Linked DNA regions of Mus musculus: region 1 is linked to region 2. The links are chromatin contacts, called in public HiChIP or PLAC-seq maps. All regions are on one chromosome and are shown on one strand. Each heading gives the region's core, a stretch centred on a gene start, on an enhancer-like site or on the middle of the called end of the contact. The rest is flanking DNA. Distances are from core to core; before and after follow the strand shown.

Region 1 (4,178 bases), core at 1,051-3,550, 300 kb before region 2:
AAATTCAAAGGCACATACAGGTGGCAATAGACAAACCCCACAAAAGGCACTAATGAGCACAGAGGTGTAGCATCAACCCTAGAATAAAGTTGAAGTGACAGGAAGAGCATAGAAGCAACAGAATCCCAGAGCAATTACAGATGACAGGACAAGGTAGAAGATACAGGGTAGCTCCAGTGAGGAATCAACATACCTGAAGCCCAGAGGTGAGTTGAGAAGGGTAACAAGCAAGGTTTGCTTTCACAGATGGGGGTCAAGCTATTAAGTCATCACAGGATGAAGTTCAATTCTCCCCTAAAAACAATGGAGAACCTAGTGTTCACACTGGAGTAAGGTAGCATTTTAAGACTTATCTTAAAATAAGATAAGTCTCCACCCTGGTTGCAAAGCCAGGGTGGAGTAAAACCTGGAGGCTGGAAGAGCAGTTAGAAAGTTTTGTGTGTGCACATGGGTGTGGGCACACACACTTAAAGTGACTGTACTGCCAGAGTATCTTCCCTGGCATAGATGAGGTAGCACAGAGTAACAGGACCAGCAAGACCACAGACCTCAGAAACGCAAAGTAAGACCACAGACCTCAGAAATGAAAAGTGTGTGGATGGGCAGGTAGCAAAGGAAATAATACAGGAAGCCACGAAGGTGCAAACCAGGGGCAGGAAGTCCAGGGCAAAGTGGCACAGCACTGTCACTGAGTTAGAAGAAGGAACCAATAATATATCATAAGCCAGAGGTGTATGAAAGATCCAAAGGTTTCTGTTGTATTTGGCAGTTAGGTCAGATTCAGAGAACTGGCAACCTTGTTTGAACATGGAGACACCAGAGTACAGGCAGCATGCACTGCAGATACAGCAACTGAGCTGGCAAACAGTTGGAGGGAGGTTGCTTTGCACTCCATGTGGTTAAACAAAACAAAACAAAACAAAACAAAACAAAACAAAACAAACGAATCTGGCTTCTCTCTGGGCCATAGGCTCTGCAGCTCCATACTGATTTTCTGCATGTAAAAAAGAGGCCCAATGGTGTGTGGTCCTCTCAAATCCCTCTTTACAAGACCACTTCTTGCTTAACTGCCATACAGTTCAAATACAAATACATTAAAAACAAACAAACAAATAAACAAACCAAAAAAAAAAAAAACCCTTGAATGATTGCAGAAGAGAACTTTCAGTGTGAAATTCTAAAGGGCATAGTCTTGAAATGAAAAAAAAAACTAAATACTCAGAGTTATTCATTTGGAGTCTGTCCCCCCCCCCAATGGATCTACCTATTGCAAGATTCCTTTCTCCACATATCCCTCACACACTTCATAATGCTGTTTCACCTTGATTCACGTAGTTAAAACCCACCTTCAGAAGCATACTTGAAAACCACACACTTCTTGAAACATAGAACACCTAATTTAAGATCTAGGCTTTTGTTTTGTTTTTGTTTTTGTTTTTGGAGACAGGGTTTCTCTGTAGTCCTGGAACTCACTCTGTAGACCAGGCTGGCCCTCGAACTCAGAAATCTGCCTGACTCTTCCTCCCAAGTGCTGGGATTAAAGGCGTGCGCCACCATTGCCCGGCGGATCTAGGCATTTTTAAAGTCTGTTACAGAAATTTCACTTGTTGAGACTGTCTGCTGCTATGTTCCAGGCTCTAGAAAACTTCCGTGGCCTAGAGACCCTTTCTTCACAGCTGGAATTTGTAGTTTGGCATTTGTTACCCAGCTGCCTGGTTTTGGCGTACAGTCATCTGACAAATGGCATTGTAATTTTCATGCAAAGAGGCTAAAAGAGAACTGGTGTTGCAGGGAAAAAGGTTAATCGTTCTTTGTCTTTTGTTTTGAAATGAGCCAGGGCCTCACTCTGTAGTTCAGAATAGTTAACGGGAAATCTGCCTCAGTGTCCTGGATGATGGGATTCCTTGCATGCACCACCCTTCCCAGCTTCAACACCATTTTAAAAGGGTAAGGTTTGGATATGTGTTTGAAAAAGCCACAGAGCGAATAAGGGGAACCTGGGAACCCAACTTGTTCACTGCCGCTTTCTCCAGGAGGAAGAAATGGAGATGAGCTATTTTCCCGATAGCTCCACATTCCGCATTCAGGGGCTTTCCGCGACCACATGCGTACCCTGGGGGCGTCCCTACGCTCTGCTGCTCGTGCCCGCGCCTCACCGGAGAGGCACCAACGCGCCGGACCCAACGCGGCCGCGCTCCCGCAGGCCCGCCCTCGGCCCGCCCCCAGCCGCCCGGCACCCAATCCCAGCGCCACGCACGTGACGAGCGCTGCTTGCGATGACCTCATCCCTGGTGTGGGATGACGTCAAATTCAAGATGGATGGAATCACAGCGGCAGTGGAGGCTGCGGGTTGCGCGAGCCGAGTGTGAGCGGAAAGGGGCTTGGCGCCTGCCCCAGGGCTGAAGAGCGGTGAGTAACCGTCACGCTCCGCGCCCTAGGAGGACGTCGGGCCCGGTCGGGGACTACGGCCTCTCCGCAAAACGCGGCCTTTCCTGACGTAACTCTGAGGTGATTTCTCTTCTTTTTTTCCTCCACCAGTGGGTTGCGGGCGTCGGGCCCTTTTACGCGTGCGCGGGGCCGCGGTCCTCACCGAGCATGCCCAGACTCCCACGTAGTCGAGCGTGTCCAAGCACTGCGCATGCTCTCTGCCCGCATTTGGCCTCGCCCTCGCTCCTACGCATGCTCAGCCTCCAGGCCGCTGAGCTGCTCACCCTGGCCCGGGCGGCCTGAGTAGCCGCGGTGTGCGTCTGGGGTGCTGGCCACAGCATAGCCGTTGAGACGCCGCTGCGGGTTAGGGCGCGCTCTCTGGGGCGGGCGGGCGGCGCGCGCTCGCGCGGGGCTGGGAAACTGGCGGGCGGTGGCGGCGGCGGCGGCACCCACACCTGCAGCGGCTGGAACGTGACAGCCTGGCAGCCAGCACCTCTGGGGCCACCTCGTTTGCCCATGCACACCCTATCGGACCCCTCACCCCCACCCTCGGGCCCAAGGCTTTTCTTAGGAGAAAGACCCTCTTTCGGGGACATAGCACGGAAGACCTCCCTGCAGCTCACATCTTGGCCGGGGTCTCCCCCATCTCCCTGGCTTGGTTATTTGGAGCACCTTTGAGTGCTTCCTCTGCAGAGACTGCACCTTGTAATCAAAGAACCATGCACATATGTGCCCCCGAGGCTCTGGGTTCTGGAGAACCGCACACTACAGAACGTGTACAGAGAGCCTTAAACAGGTACTCCCTAAGGTTGCCCGACACAGGGGTGGTGTTGGGGGACACTGAGCCGCCCTTTGAAGCTTGGCATTTTTTTGTGTGTTGCATGAACTCCAATCGCTTCTACATCTTTGGACATCTATCTGTGTTACAGCATAGTCTGGTGATTGTTCATCAGCATGACCCTGAGTCATAAGTTCCTGGGTTTGTTTCATGGTCCTCCCACCTTGTTTCAGAGGCTGAAAGTAGGTTAATCCATGTTAGTGTTTCCACTGAAAACCTTCCTCCACTTCTAGTGATTAATCATTACCCTTAACCTTACCCCTAAATATTGACGTTAAAGTAGAAATTTGGCTTACGTAAAAATGACTCTTTAATTCAGCCGATGCACTTAACAGCATAGTGTTTTCATTTAGTATTTATTGAAAGTATAGGGAGTGTCATTCTTAGGAAATAGAAATTGTTAATAGAAACTCTCCCTTGAGGAACTGACAGTATTGTGTGGTGGAGAATATTAGATATGACAACAGCAACAAAAGAAGTAGCGTAGAGGTCTCTAGACAAGGAGATAACTGAGAAGCCATTTTAGTTGTCCCAGTACTAGAGCTTAAAGGGCTGGATTTACAAGTATCAGAGATTGGCCAAAGGGCAAAGGAAAGAATAATTTTCTGCCAGAGGAGATATGGCTGGCATCATCCAACCTAAGAAGGTGATGATTGAAGACAAACAGGTGTGAAAGTGTGGATCACAGGTGCCATGTAGGACAAGTGACTTCACTGAGATGGATCTCTTTAGAAGGAAGGGGGTGGGGCCTGAAGAAGTCTGAGCAGAGATACAGATGGAGTCAGTCCAATTGTTAATATAGTCACAAAAGCTCAGGAAAGGCTGAGAAAACGCCCCCATGCTGGGTTCTACAGACTCTGGAGAGATAAAGATCAACAAGTCCAATCCCCAAGTCTAGTGAGCTTTCTTTATG
Region 2 (4,124 bases), core at 1,160-3,659:
CTCTGCAGCATACAATTCTGTTAGAAAACAGATGGGATTTCAATCACCTTACATCCCTCCCACCATCTATGATGGTCTCAAAAAAAAAAAAAAAAAAAAAGAGCCGGGCGTTGTGGTGCACGCCTTTAATCCCAGCACTTGGGAGGCAGAGGCAGGTGGATTTCTGAGTTCGAGGCCAGCCTGGTCTACAGAGTGAGTTCCAGGACAGCCCGGGCTACACAGAGAAACCCTGTCAGGAAACAAACAAACAAACAAACAAACAAACAAAAAGCCACAAACCCTTCTCCCTAAAGCACTACCAGAAGTTACTCAATGCTCTGGGAATCATTTGGTCCTGCCCTATGACTAATGGAAGCTGTCATTTTGTCCTTACTCAAGCCATAACCCCAGGAAAGGAGACATGTGCATGCTCCCTGCTGGCCAGAAGGTGTCAGCTTCTCATTTCTGCTCTGCAGTTGGCACGAGGGACAATTGCTCTACCACTGATCCACACCCCTAGCCCTCCCTTTACTTTTTATTTGTGAGATAGCATCTCACCAAATTGCAAGGTCCATCCTTGAATTGGCCCTGTAGTTTCCAGAACCTGAACCAGCACTCCTGCCTCAGGCTCTTGAATAGCTGAGATGACAGGCCAGCACAGCAAGATGCTGCTCAGCTGCACTCTGCCGTGGAAAGTCAAGATTCCCTCAAGACCCTGCCTTCAAAGATTTCCTTCTGCAGATGGAGACATCTTCAGTGTGCAGGGGAGGGCCTGACCTATTCAGTCTGCTTCAGTGTTGAACACATGCTTATGTCACCTTGTGTCATTACAATACACAAAGAACTGAGTACCATCAGGGGAAGAAATTAGTGACTGAATACAAGAAGAAGTCCTCACCCTGCCAAGTCCTGCCTTTCCTGGTCTCTTTGTTTACTGGCTTTCTTGGTTCCCATTTCAGGGCCACCCCAGGACCATCCACAAGCTTGGATAAGCACAGCTGCTGTTCATGCCTGCAGGGATCAGAAGTTCAATGACAGGCAATAATACATACAAGGACAACCCGTGAGCACTTTGTGGAAATGCCTGCAGAAGGGTACCTCCCATTCTCCATAGGCTTCAGGATGCTTCTTGAAGCAGGTCACAGTGACAGAGGATAGAATGTAGGCCAGAGGGAGAGAATACATAAGGTTTGCTGACTAAATACATCCTGTATGGACAGGTAGGCACCTCAGAGAGCATAAGGAGGGATTGAGTGTGGCCAGAATGGACATTCACTGTGGATTTGTCTGAAGAACGGGGGAACCAAAGTGGGTTGAGCTACTAGATAAATGTGAATTTTCTCAGTCATTGACAGGGCATGTGGGCAGCTGGGTAGCAGTCTCAAGTGATGACAAGGAAGGCCTGCTTTGTTGGAGTCTGGAGATGAAGGAGGCAGCATTTGAGAACCGGCAATGCTCCCCTCTATATGGCCATGAATGGGACCCGGGAATGAAACCTTAGCTGGGCAGGTGCCAAATCTGTTCCAAGAGCCTGATGGTCACCTGCAGCAAGAAGAGGGCAAGGAACAACCACGGGAGTGTGTGTGTGTGTGTGGGGGGGGGGCAGGGCTCAGTTCCTGCGATGCAATGTGAGGTGCTGTCTGGATCCTTACAGGAAATGTTCAGTAGACACAGAGTTCAGGAGTGAGGTCTGGGTAGGACAGAAGCTGCAAGTTCGCTTCTTCTAGGTGACTAAATATGGCCTCTGCTTCCAGCCTCCACCTCCTTGATGTCAGTCGTGGCTGGTCACACCATCAAGTTCACTTTAAGTTCCCTTCTCTTCCTTTCTCTGCTCCTGCAGGGGCCTGCAATGCTGGTGCTAGCTCAATAAAAGCTGTAGGCATCCACCTTCCACTACACAGCTGTGTTTTCTTACAGTGGTGGAGGTGGGAAGCCTGAGACCAAAGGTGGCTTTGCCTCCTGTCCCTTTCTCACCTCTGTATTGCTTGTGGTGTCCTTGGCTTGGAGTAATATCATCCTAGTCTCCGCTTATATCTGCACATAGCCTCCTCCATGATTTCTGTCTCGTAGGACCTGCCTCACTTCTGCCTGACCTCATCTAATATCAACTGACTCCTTCCTATTTCCAAACGAGGTCACCTCCACAGGCACAGGGATTTAGGACTTCAACTGTAAGCCTGAACTGTAGGACAAGAGCAGTAACTACCCCTCTGCCTCTGTGTAGACATTTACTGGATCAAGAATGTTTCTGCAGGGAAAGGTAAGTCATTCCTGAGAACCCAGCCTTGGACTGCTCAGGGGGATAGCTGTCTTCCTTTACCAGAGATAGCAAAAAACCCCAGGTCTCTCTACACATACACTGTGGGACCTAGGCTGCTTGCTTTGGCTCAGCACTGCTAGTTCACCAAGGAGTCTGCTGCTGTCTGGCCTGGGGCCACCATTCCACACTGGGGAGGGACTGAGCTGGGTGCACAGGAGTAGGGTGGGGTAGGGTGTGGTGTGGTGTGGTATGTCTCCGCAGAGGTCATGAACCCAACTCAACCTTTTAGCTGTGAACCTTTTAATAACCCTGCAGCCTCAACTGTAAGAAGGGGCCATTTGACACTCTTCTCCAGGGCCATAGAGGGTTAAGTGACACTGGTCTGGTACTCAAGAAGAAACACACAACTTTATGTTATTCTTGGCTTGGCTTTGGTCCTCATTTGCAACTTTAGTAGCATCACCTTTGGGATTCTTTCCAGGTTTTTGCAGCTACTTGTCACCTGCCTAAGCAGTTATTCAGCCTCTCTGAACCAAAACACACAGTTTGCCTTGAATTCCCAGGGAGTTCCCCAGGGAGCACCCCAGTCCCCAATGCACAGGGTAGACAGGGGTGCCTGGACAATGTCATGATGTCCCCTTCTGGGTTCAATGGATGAGCTTTGCTGTCAATACTTCTGAGTATGAAATTAGCATGTCATTGCATCACTACCAAAAGAGTCTAGACTTTTCCTTTCAGGTATCAGGACCATGGTAGGAAGAGAGGAAGGAGAAAGATGGCTTAAGCTACCTGGTTAGGGAGCTTAGGGAAGATTGTGAATACTGGACCAGGTATTCACTTCCTCTGCCACTTCAGTCCCCAGGTAAGGTCTGAAAGCCCCATGCCAGGGGCTGGCACCCCAGTGAGCTGCTTTAGGAAAGGGCAGATGTTCCCATCTCCAAACCACTATCAGCGCCAGAACTTACTGGCTTGGGGGCTGTCGGTCATCGTGTTTCATCACAATAGTAATCCTAAGAAAAGTCTTCTTACATGGATTATTTCATGGACCACAGGGTTCTTTCTATTTTAAAGCAAATGTGTAACACATCTCCATACTCCATGGTCTTCAAGGATGAGATAGAAGTCTTTGAAGACATTTTAAACCTTGAGGAGGCAGCTCAGGAACACAGATGCTGAGTGTGTGACCGGCTTCAGGTAGTGCTTGCTCCAGTAGCAGAGTGCTGCAGGTAAGTCTGCTTGGTATAGTGGCCAGCACTCTGCTCAGATCCAGAGATACCCAGTGGATGACTAAGGCAGAGCTGAGGTATAAACCCGGAAACACTCCTTATGCTTGTTTTCTCTGTTTATTTGTCAGATGTTCAGATAGCTACCATAACCCATGCCCTAAAGGCTTGCCTGGTCTCATACCAGCTGGATAAGATGAAATGCCAAACCTACAACCTAGCTGCCAGCACCAAGCCCTCATATGCTGGCTCACCCATACAGGGAGACTATAGCTCCATCTTTGCTCAGCTCCTCTTCTTGCCCAAGATCCTGTCTATTATGTCAGATGGAACATACCCTACGTAGCTGTCTTTTTATGGATGGAGCAAGGAGACAAGCCATACAGAAGCAGTGCAGCCTGGCTCAATTAACTGGAGTGAGAGATTCATAGAAACTGACCATTGTAGGCTCCAGGCACTAGCCATCCAGAGGGACCTGGTCCATACATTGATGAACTCTTGAGACGCTGTGCCTGGATCTAGCTCTTTAGGTGCTGAGTGTGGGGAAGGTCCATGGGACACAGGTATTCGGGCATTGAGTGTGGGGAAGTCTCATAGAACCTAGCTCTCTAAGTGCTTAGTGTGGGGAGGTCCCATGAGATCAAGCTCTTCAAGGGAGGTTG

Evidence for each region. HiChIP or PLAC-seq counts read pairs in DNA pulled down with a chosen protein or histone mark.
Region 1: a contact with region 2 is called in an H3K27ac HiChIP or PLAC-seq map of extraembryonic endoderm stem cells. The contact joins the promoter of Zbtb21 here to the enhancer-like site in region 2. A contact is called at or near these places in 7 of 39 promoter capture datasets (the 3T3-L1 cell line, embryonic stem cells, hippocampal neurons and 2 more) and 2 of 115 datasets of contacts at active chromatin or transcription factors (extraembryonic endoderm stem cells and pancreatic cancer cells).

The regions. Positions count from the first base shown.
Region 1 is chr16:97,960,744-97,964,921 of GRCm38.p6, reverse strand. Zbtb21 (zinc finger and BTB domain containing 21) reads left to right here and starts at 2,300. Exons shown (of 3, transcript NM_175428.4): 1 at 2,300-2,508.
Region 2 is chr16:97,664,031-97,668,154 of GRCm38.p6, reverse strand. It overlaps Gm41512 (a long non-coding RNA gene), which reads left to right. Exons shown (of 3, transcript XR_876311.2): 2 at 939-1,199; 3 at 2,050-4,124. Among named protein-coding and RNA genes, the nearest start is that of Gm41512, 4.6 kb to the left of the region's middle. Within about 2 kb of position 2,409, at least 46 of the 459 cell types and tissues checked have an H3K27ac peak or open chromatin away from gene starts, as enhancers often do. A contact at or near this core is called in extraembryonic endoderm stem cells and pancreatic cancer cells, where this site is marked.